2 separate regions of the Xenopus tropicalis genome follow, and region 1 is linked to region 2. A link is a contact called in public Hi-C data. All regions are on one chromosome and are shown on one strand. The core of a region is the stretch at or near the end of the contact, and the rest is flanking DNA. Distances in the headings are between cores, read along the strand shown.

Region 1 (7,011 bases), core at 509-3,008, 42 kb after region 2:
GAACTACTCATGCAAACAACCTTTTTAAGCACAGACTATTGCAAAGAGCTACCAATCTAGTTTGCACATGACAGGAGACAAGCTAAAAGTTTCTGCGCTTTATAGCAAAACATTTGTAGGGTCCCCACCCAACCAAACCTTGGTATTCATGCTAGATTGTAAGATCCACGGGGACAGAGAGTGTTGTGTAATGTCAGTGCTATATAAAAATTATTATTTTTTTTTTTTTAGCTTGTGCTTAAGTAACGACCTGAGTGTCCTCACTACTTCTGTGACCCTCACCATTCACTGGATCAGCTGCCTCTCACATTATGCTTCTTTCTGAAACTTATCAGCTCTTATCAGCTGGTGTTTAAATCTAATAAATTCCTATACTTGTCCCATTATGTAGCACTGCAGATGGAATATTTCAGCTTCTATTAAAACATAATATTGTTTTTTGCGTAAAGCAAGCCGTATGTGTTAATATGGGCAATGTTTGGTCCAATCCAGTTACCCACAGCCACCATTCAGATGGGTTCCTTATTTAATAATGTTAGACTGATAAAGTCTAATTGGTTTCTAATTGGTTGTTAGGGATTATAACTGGCGACACCTATACATATTACTACATTTTCCTTTATATAAATATGTTCCAGATTAGAAACAAACTCTCTAAGCAATGAACTGTCCAACTATTCCAAATAAAGAACTCTGCCAATTGTTTTATCTTCTGAGCTAATCAGCACCACAAAGGACCTGGTACTTGTTCAGAGCTGGTACCCTACTCTCAGCATTCCAGGCTTCCTGCATTTGGTGCTTTTGGTTGCCACTTCATGCCAAATTCTAATGAAACAGAACTCTGCCTTTTGTCTTCCAGGTGAAACCAGGATGTCCTGTTCCACTATGAACACTTTCAGTTGGCTGGAACACATCTAGCTGACAGAAAGGGTCATATTTAAAGACAGCTCCCAGAGCAGAAAGGGTAAGTGATTTATAGCACTGAAATATAGAACAGGTCTACATTACAACATTTATTCATAAATGGGAATAATAATTAAATGTTTTTTAATCTGTTTTTTAATCTTATATAGCAATTTATTTTCAGTAAAGCATATAACAGTTCAGTGATCCTTATTTATCTGCATGTTATTAATATCAGTAGCAGCTGCAAAACTGTTTACTCTGCTGAGGTAAAATGAAAGATCACTTATTAACTCCACTGAAACAGTGGCTCTTGTTGCCAAATTTATTCTGGAAAATGGCACAATGCTCCCTTGGCTTTACAAAGCAATAATATTTTCAGACTGTAGTTGTTGTGCTCACTGAGGTGTTGTTGAAGATGCTGTATTTTAAGCACGGTCAGTGGGCCACTGAATTCTGTTCCTTATGTGTGGTAAGGGTTTGGTGCTTTATATCTGTAGGTCTCCTCCTCAGTATTTAGTAACATAAGTGATAAAACTGGAATATAGAACAGTAGCAGCTATGGAGAGCTGTAATCAGTTGCAGGGTTAAAATGTCACAAATGCACACAAAGTGAAACAAAATTAGGGAAACAAAATTGCTGTGTGCCTCACTCTCCCCCTCTTTGGGCAGGGTGAATTAGCTAAAGTGGATGGCCAGGATTGTGCTTGTTTACAGAGATACTTCGAGCCGCTTTAAGAGGCTTCTAAATCTTTGTTTAATGTGCAAACCTGCAGCTTCCTGGCCTGGTTTTGTCAAGAAGCCTGGGCTGCCTCATCCCTTTGTGTGTCCTCTCCAATTAAGATTAAACAGAGCCTTGTGCTCAGCTCATCCCCTCTCTCTCCAGCTAAACCCCTGAGCTTCAGCCAGCACTGCACCTTGAGTCTTATCACATGCTAATCTCATCCTTCCCACAGATAACACCCAGCACACACTTTTCCTTAGGCACCTGTAATCTAAATACACAAGAGGCAGAAATACTCTTTTAGGGGACTTCACAAAACAGGTGTCAGTTTTACTCCAATAAAGTACAAGAAAATCCATTTAAAAAAAAAAATCAAAACAAACTTCCAGATATCATCATCATCATCATCATCATCATATATATATATATATAGAGAGAGAGAGAGAGAGATTTGTACTGTAAAATGTTGATACTTGGATAAGTATACTATTTTTACAAGTAAAATACATGGTCCAATTTTATGGATAGGGCTGATGTGCCCCTTTGCTTTGTCAGCAGCCTTATAACACTTAGATCTGAGACCCACTTACAACTCCTACATACTCACATTTTCAGCTGTTGGTCACTGCTGGGAGTTCTAATTCAACAACAAATGTTGGGTTACAGCTACAGTGTGGGTAACGCTGTTATTAAATGTCACTGTTACCATATTTTCTTATTATGCTTCCTATTCATCACAGTATCACTTCTATCTCTTGCTCTGTGGGTCTAGGCCAGTCACCACCCCAACTGACACCTACTAAAGATAGATCTGGATCACACCTTGTCAGTAGCAGGGGAGGGGCCCAAGCCTTTATGTACTCTGTACAGTTAAACCAGTAGTGGAACTAAAACTCATTTAAATTAATATTTGTTTGCCTTATATTTTGTTATTTCCAGTGTCAATGTTTGCCAAACACACCGTCTTTGAGAATGAAGCCAAAATGTGATATGTCAGCTATGTGGTTACTGGATAGACATTGGCATGGAAATAAATACTCATGTTAAAAATGTATTTCCTGCCTTTATTAAAAAAAAGTGTATATTACATTCAATGCCACCTGCCTGAGTGGAATTTTAATACTCCCCTAGTGGTAGGGTGGTTGGAATTAGAGCATTTCCATTGTTTAAAAGGTTGGTTCACCTTTAAGTTAACTTTTAGCATGTTGTAAGCAACTTTTTAAATGATCATTCGTTATTTTTCACAGTTTTTGAATTATTATTCTTCTAACCATTTGCAGCTTTCAAATGGGGGTCACTGACTCTGGCAGCCAAAAAACTATTCTTCTGTGAGGCTACAGTTTTATTGTTATTGTTACTTTTTATAACTTATTTTCTAATTAAGTCCTCTCCTATTCATATACCAGATTCTTGTTCAAATTAGTCCCTGGTTGCTGAGGTATTTTGGACTTTGGAAACTCCAAACTGGAGAGCTGTTGAACAAAAAGTGATATAACTAAAAAACTACAAAAAATAAAAATAACAACCATTTGCAAATTGTCTCAGAATATTACTCTCTAAATCATACTAAAAGTTAACTCACATCCCCTTTAATGAATTACTGATTTATAACACCTAACAATAAGAAGTATGGTATATAAGTTACAGTAAAGGCTTTCTAAAGGCAGAGTGCTGCTTTAGCTGAACACAGTAGCTAATGAACTAATAATCTCTTGGACATAGGAACATTAATAATTATCAGAATTGCAAGAAAAGTCATAGCAAATAAAACATTCATATTCAACATTCACATTTACTATGTTCCTTTAAAGCATAAACAGAATGTGCTAAGCTGAATTTAGCACAATCATGTCATATGGGTTCACCAACCAGACTATACACCCCCATGACTGCCCCAGCAGCCAAACACTGCTGTGTTGAATGAAGTAGATAGCTCCTCACTGGATCTGGCTCTCTGGCTGAATATATTGAACAGACAGGCCCATGGTAGCTCTGGTCTGGTTGAATAAGTGTCACTACCCAAGGATATCTGGGGTCACCTAGAGAGCAATATGTAGTTACACCACTAAGCTCTATCTAGCTTACAAGTTGAGCACCATCTTATCCATGCTACAAGGTGGTTAGGTTAAACCTTTGCCCTAAACACTTGTGCTTATGGAGCATAAATGTGACAGGCCCAGAAGCTAAAAGAGGACATCACCCTAAACCGGAATTAACTACATCTAGGTATTAGTTACAATGCTCTTATGCTTAATCCTAACTAATGACTATCTTCATAATCTAGCACCTCTAAATTGGAGATTTTGCATACAAGCCCCTCTGTTCTCATCTGTGTAGCTGTAACCCCCTTTCAACATGTACCGGCAATTCTGCAAAGAGAGCCATGTCTATGTTAATTATTGTTGAGTGGTACATGTCAGACTATGTAAATCAGCCACACTCAAAGCAATGTCTTAAAATATGTGTGCAAAGCTGCATATATCTAGCACTGGTCAAGCAGCAATGTTGGAGTTAATTTAAATACATAAAATCAGCCAATGCTCTGTAGAGGTACAGGAAGGGGTTACACATCTCAATCACCCCCAGGCTCTCACGCTGGCTCCGAGACAGATCAATATAGCAATTAGATGTTATCAGCTCTTGCTGCTTTCTCCTGCTTCCCTCTGGCCCTTCTCCCTCCTCCTCCATAAACTCAGAGCTTTCATACCTACGACTTATGATCCTAATGTCACACGGAGATCTGGGTTTAAGACCTCTGTGTGACTTTGTGCAGCAAACCGGAGAAAACCAATATTTCACAAGGAAAAATGAAATGTAACTGAAAGAATGAATATAACACACATACACACACATCCTTGGTTTGAGCTCAACAGAATATTTCCAGCTTCACCTATTCAGTGCTCCAAGTTAGTCGGTCTGCACTGCACAGGGAACAGAACTGAATGGGGCCATTTCCAACCCATGCGCAGTATCCTTATGGTGCATGGTTTCAAGAAAAGCATGCAACTATACCGGACGAGTCAGTTTACACCAGTGGCACCTTTGGTTGCCGCTCTATGATACCATGGCCAAACCATCTCCTATGTGCCACTGATTGCTTCCCTTTGGTGAAAATGGAAGTAGCACTGCATCCCCTGTAGGTGGCATGGCCCACAGGGAGAATAGTTGCCCACAGTTAATCTAGGCTACTGTGGGTGATTAATCTCTCTGAAATGCCTTCCCATCGACAACAGAGTGAATCACCGGTGGAAAGGTATACATGTCGCTCTGTTTTCTAAAATCGCATGAATCTTCCTTTAGGAAAAAAACTTTGTGCAACTTTATAAAATGAAGCAATGTGTAACTGCAACTGTTGATTCACTTTATTGCCAGTGGGAAGGCATTGTGACCAAGATTTAACTATGGGCGACTAATCTCCCTATGGGCCATATCCCTACAGGTGGTTTATGTCCTGAAATTGTTCACTGCTGCATTTTTGGATTATCTCATATGCAGGGTGATGCTGCACTTTTAAATCATGTAAATGAGAAGCAAATAGCAGCAGGTAGCAGGCTTTGATACACTTATCAGCTATCTTATTGCTATGTGCTTTACAGCCATTCAAAAGGAAAATAATATAATGAGAGATTATATGGACGTGATATAGAATTAGTAAGCAGAAACTATTCTGTGTGGGTTTATTTTGTGATTTAATAATAAAAACCATAATTTTTCCCCCATCCCAGCCTTCAGTATGGCAGCTCACATTAGGTTACACACAAATATTTGTGTATTAACCTCTGACAATATGTTCCACCATCAAAATAGGTTCCTATATATATATATACAAAAATATCTAGCCACCCTTTCTAATGAAAATTGCCAGTTTAAGCCACACCCGTTGCTGGCACAGGTGTATAATTAAGCATACAAACATAGGCAAATAAATGGGTTCTCCATGACTTTCAACATGGTTCCATGGTAGCAGCAGGTGTACTGGTGTTAGGGTTGCCACCTAGCTGGTATTTCACTGCAGGGACCTCTTTGTCTTGTTATCCGTTGTATTTTAGTATGCATTCTGTATGCTTAATGTATACACCCATTTATTGTACAGCACTTTGGAGGATGTTGGTGCTTTATAAATAACTGTCTGTAATAATACAGCTTATTACAGATGTAGAGAGTTTGTCTAAGGCAACAGGCAGGGGGAGCTGTGTGAGCATGCACTCTTGCATCCATGAGCCTATGAGATTCCTTTAATGCTCCTCATGGACTTTAGGCTCCTATGAAGGTCAGTTTATTGCCCCCCATAGCAGCTGCTATGGCTACCAGAAGTCTTCAAATTCCACCCTGGAACATGCAAAGGTCAACTACTAGGTAAGCAGTATGGAAAGGTCACCTACAAATTAGCTTTTAGGGTCTGCTGAGGTTAAAATGTTATTACTTATATCCTGTCTGTGGTTGCTAGGGGTCAGAAGAAACTTCCTCCCATCCTTCACAGATGTAACATGCCCATTTGCATCTAATGCAGAGGTTTGCATTTCTGGTATATTGCAAAAAAAATGCAGCTTAAGCAATGATGCTCAAATTGTTAGAAGTAAAAAAAATAAAAACTAGGAAAATTAGCAAATAAGTCCTAGAATCTTTCAGTAAGAGCATCAGATTTAGTTATGAGGCATCCAGGTATAAAAGGCTCATTGGCTAACCTGTAGATGGGAAGGTGAGTTGGTGGCTGTTTCTCTTGTTCTGGTTTTCTGGCATTACGAGCTGGTGGTTCTGATGCAGGCTTGTGATGATGCTGGAAAGTTCGTTTTCACGGCTAAAACAGAGCAAAAACAGGCAACTGTCAGTAGGGAAGCAGGCTGAACCCCCTATCGCAGTAATGGGAGAGGGCTAATGTCACACACAATGTTATATCCGCTGGCAGAGAAAAAGTCAATGCTGTTCTGCAGAAATAAATAGGATCCACCCAGGAGCAGGTAGATGACAAAATGGGGACAGCACAAGAAAAAAAGCAAAGAAATGAAAATGTCAATGCTATAGAGCCCTTCCGGTTGATTAAAATGGGGGGGGTATGCTATCTCTGGAGGATACTTCTGTCAAAAGTGATGGTGAGCCCCTATTGCCTATTTATTTAAATGGCCCTGGCAGCAAGAGGTGGATCACATTATCGCTGGTGCGTTGTGTTACATTGGCCTAAACTTGTATACATTTCATCACAATATAAACGCACAACATACAGGATAAAAAATAAATATAATTAACTTTTTTTTTGATAAAATCATTTTCTAATATTTACAATTACATTAAATTTTTTAGTATACCCTTAAAGTTCCCTTTTCTGTACCCCTAAACATCACTACAATATCATTGCTTTATCCATTCTGGATTTCAGCATAAAAGAT
Region 2 (6,840 bases), core at 3,658-6,157:
AAGGCAGCGTGTTATTTTCTTTGGTACAATAGAAGATTGCTGGAGATGCATAGATGGGAAACAGACTAAAGGGACAACTGCTTGGTACAAAACCATAACAGAGAAAAAGGCCACTGTCCTATTATTCTCTCTGATATCTTCTGCTGTCACCAGATAGGCTTCTTCAGATCCAACTTTGGTTCAGAGGCCTTGCCTACCTTCAACTGAGTTTAAAGAAGTTTTTATCCCCTTACCATCTTATGAGTTGGTATAATAACCAACAGTTTTGGGATGGGATATCTTGACTGCATATATGTGGCTGATTATGATTAGCTCTCAGGATGTAACTAGAAATCAACGGACACCAAAACAAACCTTAATGTGCCCTACCCACACGTAGCCGGGCAGGGGAATATGATCACTGCACATAAGTAAAGCACATTGTACTCACAGGCCCCTTAGCAGCCTCATGGTGAGATCTGAATTGTTACACCCTTGGTTGACCCTGCCTTGCCCCATTTGCCATTTATCCAGGTATAGCTATCACTTGAAGTTTTACTCCCACCAGCCCCTCTAATTTAGCTTTAATCTCTTTACAAAGCTATTAATTGAAATAAAAATATATATACATACATACATACATATATTTATCTATTTGTATCTCCCCCACTGAGTTTTTAGGGATTTTTGGGCTTGCCAAGTTATCTGTCCTTTAGAAGAGTTAAATCTCAGTGTTTCAAGCAGCATAAGGGACCTCTGGTACCCTAAGCAAAGTCCCCTTTGTGCTCCAAGCTCCAGCAAAACAGAGCTTTAATAATCTGGTTATTTTCTAGCCAGAGTTAGGACAGAGATTTAGCAGGTTCGTTAAGGTAAGTAGTGCCTCCATTCTCATGCTTTGGTGAGATACGGCTTGGGGGCAGAAGGGTGCTGCCATATGGGGAGCCAGCACTTCCAGTAGAGGGTGGGCGGATCTCGCCAGCCCCAAGGTCTCTTTCTGCTGCTCGCAAACCTGGGTGCTGCAGGGGAAAGGCCACTGGAAAGCTGGCCATGTATAGGACCCGTCCGATTCTCTTGGCGACCTGAAAATGAATATGAGACAGCACATGTAAGGATAGGCTCAATCTTTTTCTTATCTACATATATGAGAATGTCACTTATTGTCTGGACAAAACATTTTCTTTATTGACATCTCTGTAAATTGCTTGCCCTGTTGGCACCTGCAGGAACTTGCCATCTCATCTTCTTTCCTCCAAAGTCAACCCCAACGCAACTCTGGGCAGGATGAAAGTATCTACTGGGATCTGGGGGGAGCACTAGTTTAAAGATAGAGTCTGCAAAGGTTTTTTTTTCTCTCCAAAGATTCATATCTATTCGCAATCTACTGGGGTTCTACTTATTATATGATGTACAACTGATGCAAGAGTGCTTTGCAGGGAATACAGGACTGCAACACTGACAATGAAATGCATTTGATTTGCCACATTATTTATTTAAAAGATTGGGAACATTAATGAAAAATACATTTGGAAACAGGAAAATTAATTTAATCAAGCTGTAATTTTTGGGTCTACTTCTCCTTTAAGGCATTTGACTTGCAAAAGTCTTTGCAGCCTCGGTGTTATGGGTGGGTTTCTGATGTTTATGGGTTGACGCTGTACCAGGAAGAACATGTGCTTGGACAAGATGAAATGCAGATCTCTGGCACAAGCAGTTAAACTGATTCAAAGGTTGCTACCGCTAGTTCTCATTAACCCATTCACTGGGTGAGAGAGAGGATTAGGGTTTTCTAAAAAGAATTTGTATAAAGTCAGCCTGCACTGACAATATAACCCAAAAATGGGCAGGGAAGAACCTTTTTGCTGTGATCCAGCTGCCACTTTGGGAAGTGATTCCATTAAAGAGTTGAATGAGTTGGCTTTATACTGGCTGTTTGGCACCAGCGCAATATATCTACTAGGCTATTAACCCACACTACATGAACTTTAGCCCACACTAATGTGTATTAAAGGACAGGACCAGTGTGAAGGCCTTGCAGCATAGATTTCTGCACGCACACCCTACAATTTGATTCCCCTCCCCCAATGCAATAACGTGGCCTTGGAGAGTAAACCTGCTATCCTGCCCCCTCCTCGCTCTGCTCAAACCGCAGCACATTTCTAACGAATTGATCCAGGGGGAACAATTGGCCAAAGAACCTTTTTATTACACCCGTCATAAACAGCCAGGGCTGTAGAGAAAGCCATAAACTGCAGTTACCACTTTATTATAAGGCCTGCAGGCCATAGCACAATCCTATTAGGTTCTGTTAGCGTGCAAGTGTGTCATAGAATCTAAAGCCACAGACTGTGAGCAAGCAAAACCCAGCATTGCACAAAATAGCTCACAGGCTAAATATTCTTCCATTTCTTTTTGTGGAAGTTTTGCAAGCAACATATTATTTAAAAACCAATACAGACAATACATACACAATATATGTATATATATTGGTCCTCCAGTCATAACAAACATTTGCTCTAAAGCATTCTACTTGTATAGGTGTTATTGAAATGTTTGTACCTGTGCTCGGATCTTTAATGCAGGGCCCAATTTTAGTCCCATGTTGTTCAATAAGTGTTCTTCAGTCAGCAAAGGCAGTGTTTCACCATCTATACTGTGCTCCCGGAATACCTGCAAAGAGACAGGGTTTCACTTGTAAAACGGATCATTAGAACTATCATTAACTCAAATATAAGCTCCAATTCTGGTCTATAACAATGTGTTTTGTTAATCAGCACAGCTCATGTTTCTGGTACAGGGTCTGGCACAAACTAAAGGTGCAGAGTGGCACTGCACGGGCAGATTTTAGCTGCCAATTTGCCCCTTTAGTCTGAGTCTGCATCTTATCTGCCTGTATCTGGAGCACTCAGGCTGGCCTACCCGACTAATATCTGGCAGGTTTAAAGATCCCAAGAATGAGGACTGTATTGGCTTGGTGATATGGTCCTCGTTCCAATGGCTGCATCCACATCTCAAGGTGGGCATATTGGAGAGTTCACCAAACAAGCAGATCTTTTACTGTATGGCCAGCTTAATAGTCCACAATATCTTCATTTTAATTTTCCCTTGGTCTAATGAGAAGTGAGAGTCTATATTTTGTATGCTTTGCTTTCTTTCTCCATAGTTTCTCTGAATCTGTTACTTGGAGAGTACTTGAAGTCCATCTTTAAATAAACTTTTATTGTGTTATAGATGGACCGATGCTAAGCAATAATAAAAAAAAACAAATTGCTAATTGTTATAGAATATCACTGATCACGTCATACAAGGTGGCCACCACCCATCCTTATGCCCTCTGATTGTGTTAGCAAGTAACATTTACTGGGAAACTTTTAAAAAGCAGTATTCTGATATGGGCATGCACTTTGCATCCATTACTGTATTTACTTAATATTGCATCTTGCTGTATAGAAATATATAATAAAACTGGATAAACACCAATTGCAATTCAGTCAATTAAAGGTTAGCCCAAATATCTGTTGTGCATCTCTCAGGATTGTACCAAAAATTATGATACTGGCCATGCCAATGGGCACATTTTCTTTTGTCTGAATGCTCAGCATTCTTGTTGTTTCATATTAACTATCAAATGAACTGCTTGTGCCAATAACCTAGTAAGTACCCATGCAGAGTCCCATGCAGCTCTGACAAATATAGCCATGAATGTACTCATGCACAGAAATGATTTGTATGTGCCCTTGTGCTTTGGCTCTTGGGGTAAACAACTGGGCCAAATGTTACCATAATCATTCATTAAACAAACCCCCAGTACAGAAGACAGCAGCAGAAGGCACACTGTGGTTGACTAAAAGCAAAAAGACTCGAAGGCACAGTGTTTGGCAGTGCTGTGTTTATGAGGGGCGGATTGAGTGAGACACACAGGCACACGCCCTACCCACATCATAAGTTGCAAGTCAATAAGTTGCTCTTGCACCCCTTAATGCTTTTGCACTAAGGAGTACTAAATGCCTCACACACACGCACAAGGATGCTTAATACCATATATGTAGGGCATTACTTAGTACCATCATACCATTAACAGTGCAAAAGGACACTGTAAAAACATTGTTTTTAAATAATGTAAATTCTACATTATAACCTTACAAAGAAGTAACATTTGTTTAGCCATAGTTCTCATTTAATATTTTTCTTATTTTGCTTAGAGCTTGCGCTCAGATGCATTGTCACATGGTGTCCTACATGGCACCTCAGGTGTCAAGTGGCCCAGTTCATCTCTGTTGGCCTGTGCCCATTGGGAGGGAGACCAACACTAAATAAAACCATTAGATCTAGACCTGATATTAACCACATTAAATACAGCTTATGATACACACAAACACATCTATGTGAATGAAATGTGCAATTAAAAGCATGGGAGCTCTTTCCACTGTAAATCGCCCAGAGAGTCTGCAACACCAGTCTACAGCCCTTTTGCTGCGGGTCTCCATGTAAAAATTCTGGCCAGGCCTCCTTTACGGTCCAGTCATTTGGACGGATTACAGAGCAGCACGTTGAATGCACAGAAAAGACGGAAGCTATATGCTTAACCAGACTGTTAGATTGGAACTGTATAACTACGCAGACCATGTCTTCATACATTGGCCATCAAACAGCACATATATTCAAACATGCTTTCTGACACCACAGCGCTACCCTTGTCTCTTCACACTCCCCTTCACAGTTCCCTCCCTGGCTTACCTCCCAAAATACTTCTCTCCCCTCATCAGTTTCCATAGAATTCCTCCATTTTACCCACACTTTACCAACCCCCTTCTAGCTTTTCTCCTTCCTTTCTTCAAGGCATTTCCATGCCTGTGTAGCACACACAGCCTCCTGTGCTTGTTCCCATCTGCGGGGAGGGGAAGTGTGGCGGTGCAGGTGGTTTTAATGAAGCGTGTCACGAGGGGATTAGCACAGGGGAAAAGGAAAAACAGCCACAGACTCTTCTCTCCCACTGTGGCACAGACCCGAAGCAGAAATGAGGGGAGGGATAGAAAGACAGTGAAAGGACATTCTCTAGCCTCTAATGAGCGACTTCTAGCTACCTTATCCTAATGAGGAACAAAATAGGCAGCGCAATAAAGAGAAAATTGAGTGGTGTGCGGCCAGGAAGAAGAGTAACATGAAGGGAATTTAAATAAAAATATATAATGAGACAGCAAAGCAACCATGTGGAGTGAGGGCAGAATGATGGGGATGGAAAGGGGTTGAGATATATATATATATATATATATATATATATATATATTTAAGATGAGAAAATGGCTGGATAGAAGAAATGGATGATTACCTGTGTGTATTCAGCGCAGCCAGACAGGCTGCCCACAAAGCTGCACACATCCTCTACTGTCCATTTGCTGAGGTCCTCCAGCACAACACTTTCTTCCCCATCCAGGAAGAGCCCCCCCATGGCACCTGAGATGAGCAGATAAATGAGGAGGTGAAGAGAACAGAGAGACAAGGGGAGAAAGAGATGAGGAGGTTGTGTGAGGAAACAGGGGAGAGGGAGAAAAGAAGGCATTAATCATTAAAATCCCATAAAGAAAACAAGAAGGCAGCAAGATGAATATATTCTTTAGTCTAACATCCATCTTTAATGACCTGTCAACACCATGCAGGGCACAGACTCCCACAATCCTCCCTTGCTGGATCCCTCTGAACACTGAAAGGGTTGCAAGGCTGTCCCAGCAAACTGTAGCACTGGGACAAACCGGGCACCCCAACATGTAAAAGGTTTCATGTGTGTGTAACTAACCAAGCAGGAAAAGGAGAGGTCAGTGTGGATTCATGGGTTTGACGAGGGAACGATAAATGAATTCAGCTCATTTAATCCATGCACTGCCTGAGGTCAGACCCTGACACTAGCTTTCCAAGGCCAACCTCTCCCTGAAAAGGTAGGTAGCTAGAGTTGGGAACAGCATCCCAATTAGCCACTTCCGCAGCCAATAAGTTGCCACAATGTCTGGCAGAACGGAGACGAAGAAGCAAGAGTTGTCAGTTAGTCTGAGAAGTAGCTCGGAATGGAGGCTGACAATTCCACCTGCAATTAACGTCACTGACACAAATGCATAAGCTCTCCATCTCTATAGACCTCATAATGAGTAAAGCACTTGGAAGCAATATTTTAACCTAAAGACAGGTCAAAGGGCCTTTCACTTCTACCAAACACGTCAAAAGGATTTTGCAGGACCCCAGTAGTGACCAAATCCCCCAATGTTGAGTGGCAGTGCAGATATGTAGGGGTGAAGCAGGCTGCAATGAAAGCCAGCTCCTGCCAGGTTGTGTTAATTGTATTCAGGGTTGAGATCGATATAAAGGATTTCAGCTTCCTGAGCTGTCCCTGGGGTGTGTGAGGAGAGGAGAGGGGAAGCAGTTGCTGGCAGTCCCATATCTCACACACTGGAGGGAAGACAAGGTCAGTCATGGAGAGTTAGAGACAGACAGGATGGAGGCCAGAGCTGGCACTGATAAACAGCTCCCTCCCTCCCTTCCCCTCACCCTCCCAGAGCTCATAGCTATGCAGACACATGGAGCGCAGAGGTCAGGCAGTATTACAGCACGGTGACAGGATGCACAGCTGCGCAGGCTGCCCTAGCCCCAGCTTTAAAGGGCTCCAGGGTCCCTAAAGTCATCCCTGCGCTGGAGGTTTTTATCATTAAGTAACTGGCCTTTAACCCCTTCAAAGAAAGCATGAAATATGCTCCTTCGATCCCTGCTGGAGATGGTCTGTTGTCTCAGGAGAGTGATAGGCCCAGTCTGGTTCCAATGTCCCCTGACAGCCAGAGCCATAGGAGCTGTGCTGCCCAACAGGTTCTGCAAAGGCTC

Evidence for each region. A called contact is a pair of places that touch in the nucleus more often than the background predicts.
Region 1: a Hi-C map of neurula embryo shows a contact between it and region 2, with 1.6 times the contacts expected there. The contact joins two enhancer-like sites. A contact is called at or near these places in 2 of 5 Hi-C or Micro-C datasets (gastrula embryo and neurula embryo).

What each region holds. Positions count from the first base shown.
Region 1 is chr7:89,104,998-89,112,008 of UCB_Xtro_10.0, forward strand. It overlaps a transcript of samd11 not described here. Among named protein-coding and RNA genes, the nearest start is that of samd11, 11 kb to the left of the region's middle. Within about 2 kb of position 1,759, at least 2 of the 11 cell types and tissues checked have an H3K27ac peak or open chromatin away from gene starts, as enhancers often do. A contact at or near this core is called in neurula embryo, where this site is marked.
Region 2 is chr7:89,060,059-89,066,898 of UCB_Xtro_10.0, forward strand. samd11 (sterile alpha motif domain containing 11) reads right to left here. Exons shown (of 10, transcript NM_001102935.1): 8 at 5,306-5,430; 9 at 2,536-2,646; 10 at 1-1,058. The coding sequence ends at 819. Among named protein-coding and RNA genes, the nearest start is that of samd11, 35 kb to the right of the region's middle. Within about 2 kb of position 4,908, at least 2 of the 11 cell types and tissues checked have an H3K27ac peak or open chromatin away from gene starts, as enhancers often do. A contact at or near this core is called in neurula embryo, where this site is marked.